Linked DNA regions of Sus scrofa: all the other regions are linked to region 3. A link is a contact called in public Hi-C data. All regions are on one chromosome and are shown on one strand. The core of a region is the stretch at or near the end of the contact, and the rest is flanking DNA. Distances in the headings are between cores, read along the strand shown. Region 1 holds the start of DNAJB1 (DnaJ heat shock protein family (Hsp40) member B1). Region 2 holds the start of GPR108 (protein GPR108). Region 3 holds the start of LOC100738906 (zinc finger protein 177-like).

Region 1 (2,789 bases), core at 220-2,719, 3.9 Mb after region 3:
AAAAGAGTTGAGAGCCATCAAGGAAGAATTTTTTTTTCTTTTTTTGGCTGTCAGGAAAGAGCAAGGAGGAACTCCAAGCTTTTTCTTCCCACTTGCAGTCTCAAAAACAGAACCACCATCACCCACAGGTAGTTAGTTCACTGTGGCCTGACAGTGGAGACGGGCTCGAGCTCTAAGATGGCCATCTCTTGGGGCCACCACCTAGGTCTTCACATTTGAGTGACCCATCTTTCCTACAATGTTACAAGGAGTACAAAGAACTCAAGACAGCCAATGAAAAAGGTGTGATCCAGGGTCAGTTTTCACCAAATGTTTACTCTGAAATACTTTAGAGCTAGAGACTGTAGGGAGAGTAGAAATGAAGGTGAAACAGCAATCGGAGATTTCAAATTCTCACGCTCTGACACTAAGTGCCACCATTCTTATATATAAAAAGTCATTTCTTTCTTAAGACCAAACCGAGAAACCAATCTGAGTCATCAACAGGCAGCTGGACAACAAGAAAGCTTCTCCTCCCGCTCCCCCGCCTCCCCAAGAGAGCTATCCTGGTGAGGCCGGGCAGAGGCGGGCCCTACTGCTCCTTGCACCTTGACCACCGACTACGTGTCTGGCACGGGGCTAGGTAAGCATTTTACAGGGATTACCTCACTCCACCCTCAAAGACGCCCGGGAGGTCGCTGGGCGCTAATTGGCACTCTCATTTGCAAGCTCACTGCAAGCAGCCTGCGCCCGGCGCTCAGCCAGAGGCCTCGCCCTGCACCCTGGGCTGGCAGAGGCTCTCACCTCGCCCAGGTGAGCCCAGCGCCCGAGGGGCCGCAGCGCCATCATCAAGGCTGCGCACTCTACCCCCTCTCCTTCTGCACCCTCTCCCCCACCGACGGATCGCGGACGTGGGCGGAGACGGGCGGCCCCAGACATACTAGAAGCTTCTGGGCGAGCAGCGCGGCCAGGACTCCTCCTCCCATCGGGAGGCCGCCAATCGAGGGCGGAGGCCTGTTTGGCCAAAAGGCGGGGGCTGCTCGTCCCCCGGTCCCTTAGCGCTACCCCGGGGACGCCGCCGGGGTACCGCAGTGCCTCGATCTCTCCGCCTGTCAAACAGCGGTGGCGCACCCCCAGTTGCGCGCGCGCACACACCTTCCTCCCCGTAGCGGTCGAAGATCTCGCGCTTGCGCGGGTCGCTGAGCACGTCGTAGGCCTCGGCGATCTCCTTGAACTTCTCCTCGGCGCCGGGCTCCTTGTTCTTGTCCGGGTGGTAACGCAGCGCTTGACGGCGGTAGGCTCTCTTGATCTCCTCGTCCGAGGCACCGCGGGCCAGGCCCAGCGTCTGATAATAGTCTTTGCCCATTGCCCCCGCCTGCGGCCTGCCGCCCAGCTGTCGCCGTACCCCGGCTCCGCCACCGCCCCGTCCCGGACTCTATATACCCGTCCGGCGGAAGCTTCCAGAGCCCGCCAGCCCCCTCCAGAACCTTCCGCCCCGCCCCCCACGCGGCTCCGACCAATCGTCGCTGCCCAGGTTGCGACGCGCGACATCCGGGGCGGGGACGCGCCGCCAACGGCTGCCCGCGCGTGGCCACACCCCTTCCCGCTCCGCCCTAGGCAACGCTTCGCCGCAGCGCGGGCACTGGGCGTCTGAGGCCCCGCCCACTCTCTGAGGGAACCAATAGCGACCTTGCTTCAGTGCTTCCGGGGACCGGGCCTGCCGCGTACTCCGCCCCTGCCTGGGTCAACAGGTTAAAGTGCGGGTGCTTCGATGTTCCAGTCTTGGCTCAGTGGTTAACGAATCTGACTAGGATCCCTGTCCTCGCTCAGTGGGTTAAGGATCCAGGGATTCCGTGAGCTGTGGTGTAGGTCGCAGACGTGGTTCGGATCCCGCGTTGCTGTGGCTCTGGCGCAGGCTGGCGGCTACAGCTCCGATTGGACCCCCTAGCCTGGAAATCTCCATATGTCTCAGTGCGGCCCTAGAGGAGACAAAAAAAAAAAAAAAAAAAAAAAAAAATGCGGTGCTTCGAGTAGGGCGGGGCTGCGAAAGGCCCCGGGCTGCGAAAGGCCCCGCCCTTCCCCTAGGAGGTGCTTCCTTCCCCCATCTCGCTGGGCGGGAGAATCAGTTTACGCCAGGTGATTCAAGGCTAGTTGCCTAATCGCTCCTTGTCCCAGATACCTGCTTCCATCCGGGAATAAAAATACCCCCCTACCGGTCGTGGCGCAGCGGAATCGCATCCGACTGGGAGACATGAGGTTGTGGATTTGATCGGGTGGAGCCATGTGCCGCGGGTGGGGCCCCAAAAAGCAAAAAAAAAAACCAAAAACAAAAAAAAAAACCCCACTCACCCTCAGTGTTGGGAGCCCCAGAACTGTCCCTCTCCTCACCCATACCGACCCTGTAAAGCGAGCCAAGGACCCTGGACCAAAGCTTACCTCCCTGGAGAGGTCTCCTCAGTCTAACCCCTCAAGCCTTTTGCTTTATTACCATTTTCTCAAGAATACCTCCCACTGAAATTTGGAATTATCTTGTTCCTTGGTTTTCATGCTAAATGTCACCCCCCCCCCAGCCTTTGATCACTATCAGAGCAGGGCCTGACCTCTGTCAGTGCTGAGTCTCAGTGTCAGAACAGTCTGACTCTTCCTAAATATTCCCGGCTATGTTTTTTTATTTGTTTGGCCACAGGCGGCATATAGAAGTTCCCTGGCCAAGGACTGAACCTGCACTCCACGAGTTCCCATCGTGTAACTAGGAACCATGAGGTTGCGGATTCCATCCCTGGCCTTGCTTAATGAGTTAAGGATTTGGC
Region 2 (3,124 bases), core at 251-2,750, 3.7 Mb before region 3:
CTGGTCTACACCACAGCCACAGCCATGCCAGAGACGAGCTGTGTCTGTGACCTACACCATAGCATGCAGTAATGACAGATCCTTAACCCACTGAGTGAGGCCAGGGATCGAACCCAAATCCTTGTGGATACTAGCTAGATTCGAAACGTGCTGAGCCACAATAGGAACTCTTAGCTACTCATTTGATTCAAGGAACTGGGCTGTCTTGTTCACTGGCATGCTCCCCTCCCCACCCCTCTCCGGCTCAGTGCCTAGCACATATTGCAGGAAATATTATTATTCCCATGTTATAGATGAGGAAAGAGAGGCCAAGGGACTTGCCCAAGATCACACGGGTGAGAGGCATAGCTAGGATGGGAATCCAGAGCTGGGGGGGGGGGGTTGTGGGGGAGAAGCCCAGAAACTTCTGCACCTCTCCCTCCTCCAGTACCGCACTCCTCAAAGCCCCTCACCAGCGGAGCTTTCTCTTCTGTCTCCTGGAGGCCCAGCCGCAGGAGGCTCAGGTCTACCTCCAGAGAGCCGTTGGTGTAGAAGCCAAAGCTGTTCAGCTGGATGTCGGCTCGCTTCTCCCCCTGCCGGCGATGAAGGAGACAGAAGCAGCTGAGACTTCCCACTAGCCCAGCCCCAGAGTTGTGGCACGAGGTTTCCCCAAGGGCTGTGGTCACCTCCTGGTATGCCTAGATTTAGGACGGGTCCAAAGGGTGACAGAAGAGGCTGAGAGGGCCACCCCTGGAGGCTGTGACCCCAATCTCAGGAAGGGACAGAGTGGCCCCGGATCCTCTGGCCACTTTTCAGAGTCTAGGAAGAGAAAGTCTGGGACCCCTGGAAGTCCCTCCACTGGATGAGTACCACCCGGAGAGCAGAGTTACGAATCTTGGAGTGCCTGGCCCTCACCTCCCAGAAAATTTTTTGATTCCAGCTGAGCCCCTAGAGTGCAGAGATTTCAACTGAGCCTCCAAGATCTCGATAAGTACTCAGAGGACTCCAGTCTAGAACCCCCAGGGACTTCCCTGGGCGGTGTTAAGGGCCCCTGGCGCCCCCAAATGGATCCCCAGAATTTACAGGGCTCTGAGTCCTGGGTCCCCGGAGATGAAGCCCCGCCCCAAGCCGTGGGCGGGGCACGACCCCCTCACAGCCGGCCAGGCAACTCCAAAGGGAGGATTGAGGGGGATCCTCGGACGAGGCCACTTCGGGCCTGGACGCGGGGGGCGCCGGACCGCTCCATCCCGTGTAAGGAGCGGGGGAGGTAGGACGAGACCACTCCAAGCCAGGGGCTTCTCCAGGCTAAAGCTGCGTCCCCCACTCAAGACTGCTGCGCGGCAGGACTCACCGTCAGCGTCAGCCGGTGGATGCGCCCAGAGCAGCCTCCTAACAGCAGCAGCAGAAAGAGCCGCTGGCCCCACTCCGCGGGTCTCCCGCGGGCGAGCCCCCTCCTCTCGCTCACTGCCATCTCTGGAGCCACCGCCTCCCCTGATACCGCCTCTGACGCCTCCAGGCCCGCCTACCGGTGAACCAATCGCCGTACGGTGGGGGCCGACTCTTTGGCATTTTCGGCCCGCTCAACCAATCATCGATCTTCTCCTCTCGAGGCCGCCCCCTTTACGACACCAAATGGACAGCACCGGTTCCGAATGGGAATGCTGATGTCAGTTAATCCCGCCTCCACTCTCACCAATCACTAGAAGGATTGTCCCTGATGTAATTTGATAAACAGACCCTCCAACCAATTGTGATGGATCTGATATCCGGCCCCCAAAGGGGAATTCCTCCATCCACCCTTAACTGACTGACCAGTTCAGAACTACATTACCCAAAACGGAGGGGTAGCAGACGGCTCATTGGGAGCCTTCAATAAACTACATTTCCCAGTATCCCTAAGGACGGACTTCCCCTTTGTACCCCAGGGATGTGGCTCCCAGCCAAAGTTCAGGCTTTTGGTAAACACATGCATTTGCTGAAGCCTATCTTCTCTCCTAATCTTCCTGATCCACGGAGAGGCCAAAACCTAGCCCCAAGCTAAATCTTGACCCTTGGGTGACCTATGATCCCAGGCTGAATTCCCAGCCTTAGGTGGACGCTTCTATCCTGGAGTGAGGCAACTGGAGGCTCACCCCCAGGTTCCAGGCTAGTCTTGTCTCAGGCTGAGCCCTGACCTCAGCCTGAAACCCTGACTCCCCCACCCGTTTTTACCCTCAACCTATACCTGGTTGAGCTTCCACCTGGACTGAGCTCTGACCTCAGATTAGGACTAACCCCTGACTTCAGATAAGGACTGATCCCTGGACCTCAGTCTGAATCTGAGGCCTTCATTTGGGTGGCTGACCCTTCTGCTAAGGCTCTGATCCCAGACCCTATCCCAACTGTGATGAGGACTTGAGATCAATCCCAATTTCAGTTAGAGGTTGAGACCCTACTCTCAGGCTGAGCAACTGAGTCCCAGATCCCAGGCCGAGGTCCTGACTGAGTTCCTGATCCTTTAACCTCTGGAACACAGGTCCACTTTACAATTTCAGGTTTTCTAACTCACAAGCCACCAGCAGGTGGGGCCAGGTCCCCGTAGAGCCATCTGTCCCAGTGTGGGCTCCTGGAGCTATCCTCCTGGGCTTCCCACCTGTGTACAGGGAGCCTGCGGACTCAGAGCCTAACCTGCCCTGGGGGCTCGGGGCCCCCAGCCCCAGCAGGGCGGCTGTCACCTCTGTAGCCAAAGAGAAAGCACCTAAAGCAGGAGAGGATGAAAGAGGTTGCTGCAGAGATTTCTCCCCTTTTATCCCAGTGCCTCAAAGGAATTAACAAGGTGTGAACAGACTTTTATGAGAGGCGACGGACTTCCAAGCCCCAGGGCAAGGGGGTTGGAGGGGAGAAAGGAGACATTGTCGGAATCCTAGGATTTGGAGACTTTTAAACCTGATTGGGCCTTAATGCATGCGACTGGAAAATGGGCAGGTGCAAGTACGAACCGAACCGGACAGCAGATGGGGAAAGGCTTGGGCCCAGCGCCCCAAGGACAACCCGTCCTCAGTTTCCCGGCGCAGACTTTGGAGAGAGAGGCAGGATGCGGTGGGGGCGCTAATGGACCCGGTCTTGGCCGAGGCACATCCTAGGCAGGATCGAAATCCTCCCATCC
Region 3 (3,136 bases), core at 401-2,900:
AAATTTAGATGTTTATGTACAGTGTCTAGGAGTTAAACTAATAGAAAGATACAACCAGTTGAAGAAAAATTTAAACTTTAACACCCTAAAAGCGTTCCCATTGTGGTGCAGCAGTTTAAGGATCAGTGTTGTCACCCCTGTGGCTCAGGTTACTGCTGTGGAGCTAGTTCGGTCCCTGGCCCGGGAACTTCCACATGCCTCAGGTGTGGCCAAAAAAGAAAAAAAAAGTTGTTAAAAATAAATTATCGAATGAACCGCCATTGAATGCAATTTGGAAAAGTGCTAGGAATATTCCATTGTGGCAATCACGTATGACATGTTCTCTTGTATATATTTATTCTACTATCTGTCCTCCTCCCCAATTGAAATAAAAGTTTTGTGAATGCATGACTCAAATATTCCCTAAATGAATGAATGAAAGAAAAGTATTCAGGGAAACAATAGTAACTGCTTAAAACCAAAAAATTATACATATATAAAAGATATAAACATGTACATACATAATGTCTAAAAATCCACTATTTATTATATAAAACGAGATAGAAGTTTCTGTTGTGGCTCGGTGGGTTAAGAAATCTACGTAGTATCCATGAGAATTCGGTTCGATCTCTGGCCTTGCTCAGTAGGTTAAGGATCCTGTGTTACCACAAGCTGTGGCTTAGGTGGTCGATGTGGCTCAGGTTTGGCGTTGCTGTGGCATAGTCCGCAGCTGCAGCTCTGATTCGACCCCTTGCCCAGGAACTTCCAGATGCCGCAGGTGCGGCCCTAAAAAGAAAAAAACCCCAAAAAACTGGATAGATTTAAATTAACAGCTCCAAGATTAATGTACAAATGTTAAGACAAGTTCAAAGAACTTGAAACATTTTTGAGAAGGACAAGAAAGTTTGGAAATAAAGAATAGTGAAGAGGGATTTATCGGTTATTTACTGCTGTATAACAAACCAGTTCTGAAACATTGTCTCCCAGCACCAAGCTGCAAGAGCTCAGAAAAAAGCATTCTTTGAGTCTCCGGCTGCACGGTCCTTCTAGGACACGCACGAGGACCCGCCCAACCGACTTTGTACAGCTGTGCTCCCCCCCCCCCCAGCACCCTCCTCTCGCCTGGCTCCGCCCCCAAGGCTCCCAATTGGAGCCCGCTAGGAGGGGCCCAACGGCATCCAGTGGGGGGACACTAGAACTGCTTAGGCCAAGGCTGGAGGACGCGGTAGCAGCACCTCCCGCCGCCTCAGGACCTTCCTAGGTCGGGGCTCTGAGCCTTTCGCTTTCGGAGGACTAGCGTCTTTCCCGTTATAGCGCCACGACCTTCTTCGGGATCTGCCTCTGGCACTGACTAGTACGGCCCCGCCACTGGGAGGGCGGGGTCTCGGAGAGGGCCCGGAGACGGTGCCCCGGGGGGCGGGGTCTCTTTAAAGGCGGGGAGACCAGGATCCAGAGGAGCAGGGTCTGCTGGGGCCGGAAAACTAGGCTCAAGGGGGCGGGATCTAGGCGAGGGCGGGGAAATGGGCTCGGGAGGGCGGGGTTTCTTTAAGGGCGGGGGAAAAAAAGCTCCAGAGGGCAGGGTCTCGGAGAGGGCGGGGAGACTGGGCTCAGTTGGGGCGGGATCTAGGTTGGGGCGGAGAGATGGGGCTCCAGAGGGCGGGTCTCTGCGGGGGCGGGGCCCTGAAGCTTCGGAGGCGAGGTCTCGAGCGACAGGGGACACGCTGGTGTTGACCGAGTCTCCGTGTCCTTCCGTCCTCGTGACCTCGGCATTTTGTCGGTTTTTCGGGTGAGAGGCGCTGGTGAATTTTAGTCAAGGAAATCCCTTTTTGCCCTCCTCGTACAAGAAAATTTTACCCGGGATTTTTGCTTTTGTGAGCGGCATTGAGGTGAGGTTTTAAGATAGATTTTTCAGTTACTTACGTTTGATAAATTCGTCTGGGAAAAATACTTTCTCCGTTTTCCAGGGTCAGTGTAAATACGTACGTGTAATAAAACGAAAGGGAGGTGAAAACGTAAATAACAGGTCTTACAATTACATAAAGATTACTCAGCTCTGTACTTCCCAAGTCAGTTCCGACTCTCCTAGAGGCTATAATCACCGCAGAGTTTTAGAACATAGGGATCTCTTAATATTGATATTGTTAAAGTGAATGTTGGTACCATATGCTTGTATTTAAAGCGTGATAGAAACCTAAAGTATAAGGGAATTACATGACGTTTTATGTCTTAAAAACAGAACTCTCTGGGAAAAGGAGGAAGCAGCTTTCCTAATATTAGTAGCAGAAAATCGAATTTACTAACCTTAAACGAGATGCGTTTTGACCAAGTGGGTTTTTTTTTTTTTTTTTTTTTTTTTTGTCTTTCTGTGATTTCTTGGGCCCCTTCCGGGGCATATGGAGGTTCCCAGGCTAGGGGTCAAATTGGAGCTGTAGCCACCGGCCTACGCCAGAGCCACAGCAACGCGGGATCCGAGCCACATCTGCAGCCTACACCACAGCTCAGGGCAACGCCGGATCCTTAACCCACTGAGCAAGGCCAGGGATCGAACCCACAACCTCATGGTTCCTAGTCGGATTCGTTAACCACTGCGCCACGAGGGGAACTCCGGATTTTTTTTTTTTAATGACCTGCAAAACTCATGGATGAGAAATTGGACGAAAAATAATTTTGGAGGCAGTTCAGCAAAATAGACTCCTTGGTTCCAAAAGTATTTCTCACACCTTACCTTAAGAATTTTTCTGGAGTTCCCGTCGTGGCCCAGTGGTTAACGAATCCGACTAGGAACATGAGGTTGCGGGTTCGATCCCTGCCCTTGCTCAGTGGGTTAAGGATCCAGCTTTGCTGTGAGCTGTGGTGTAGGTCGCAGACGCGGCTCGAATCCCGCGTTGCTGTGGCTGTGGCGTAGGCTGGCGGCTACAGCTCCGATTCGACCCCTAGCCTGGGAACCTCCATATGCCGCGGGAGCAGCCCAAGAAATAGCAAAAGGACAAAAAAAAAAAAAAAAAAAAAAAGAATTTTTCTTAAGGGAGTTCCTGTTCTTGCGCAGCAGAAACGAATGCTACTAGGAACCATGAGGTTGCCCGTTTGATCCCTGGCCTTGCTCAGTGGGTTAAGGATCCAGCGTTGCTGTGGCTGAACCTGCATCTCAGTGCTCCCA

What was found. Hi-C and Micro-C count contacts between places; a contact is called where the count stands out from the background.
Region 1: a contact with region 3 is called in a Hi-C map of liver, with 6 times the contacts expected there. The contact joins the promoter of DNAJB1 here to the promoter of LOC100738906 in region 3. A contact is called at or near these places in 2 of 47 Hi-C or Micro-C datasets (heart right ventricle and liver).
Region 2: a contact with region 3 is called in a Hi-C map of subcutaneous adipose tissue, with 5 times the contacts expected there. The contact joins the promoter of GPR108 here to the promoter of LOC100738906 in region 3. A contact is called at or near these places in 2 of 47 Hi-C or Micro-C datasets (liver and subcutaneous adipose tissue).

Annotation. Positions count from the first base shown.
Region 1 is chr2:64,760,352-64,763,140 of Sscrofa11.1, reverse strand. DNAJB1 (DnaJ heat shock protein family (Hsp40) member B1) reads right to left here and starts at 1,469. Exons shown (of 3, transcript NM_001244430.1): 1 at 1,135-1,469. The coding sequence starts at 1,345.
Region 2 is chr2:72,416,597-72,419,720 of Sscrofa11.1, reverse strand. It overlaps GPR108 (protein GPR108), which reads right to left and starts at 1,500. Exons shown (of 18, transcript XM_021083982.1): 1 at 1,331-1,500; 2 at 453-572. The coding sequence starts at 1,450.
Region 3 is chr2:68,676,165-68,679,300 of Sscrofa11.1, reverse strand. LOC100738906 (zinc finger protein 177-like) reads left to right here and starts at 1,650. Exons shown (of 6, transcript XM_021083777.1): 1 at 1,650-1,865.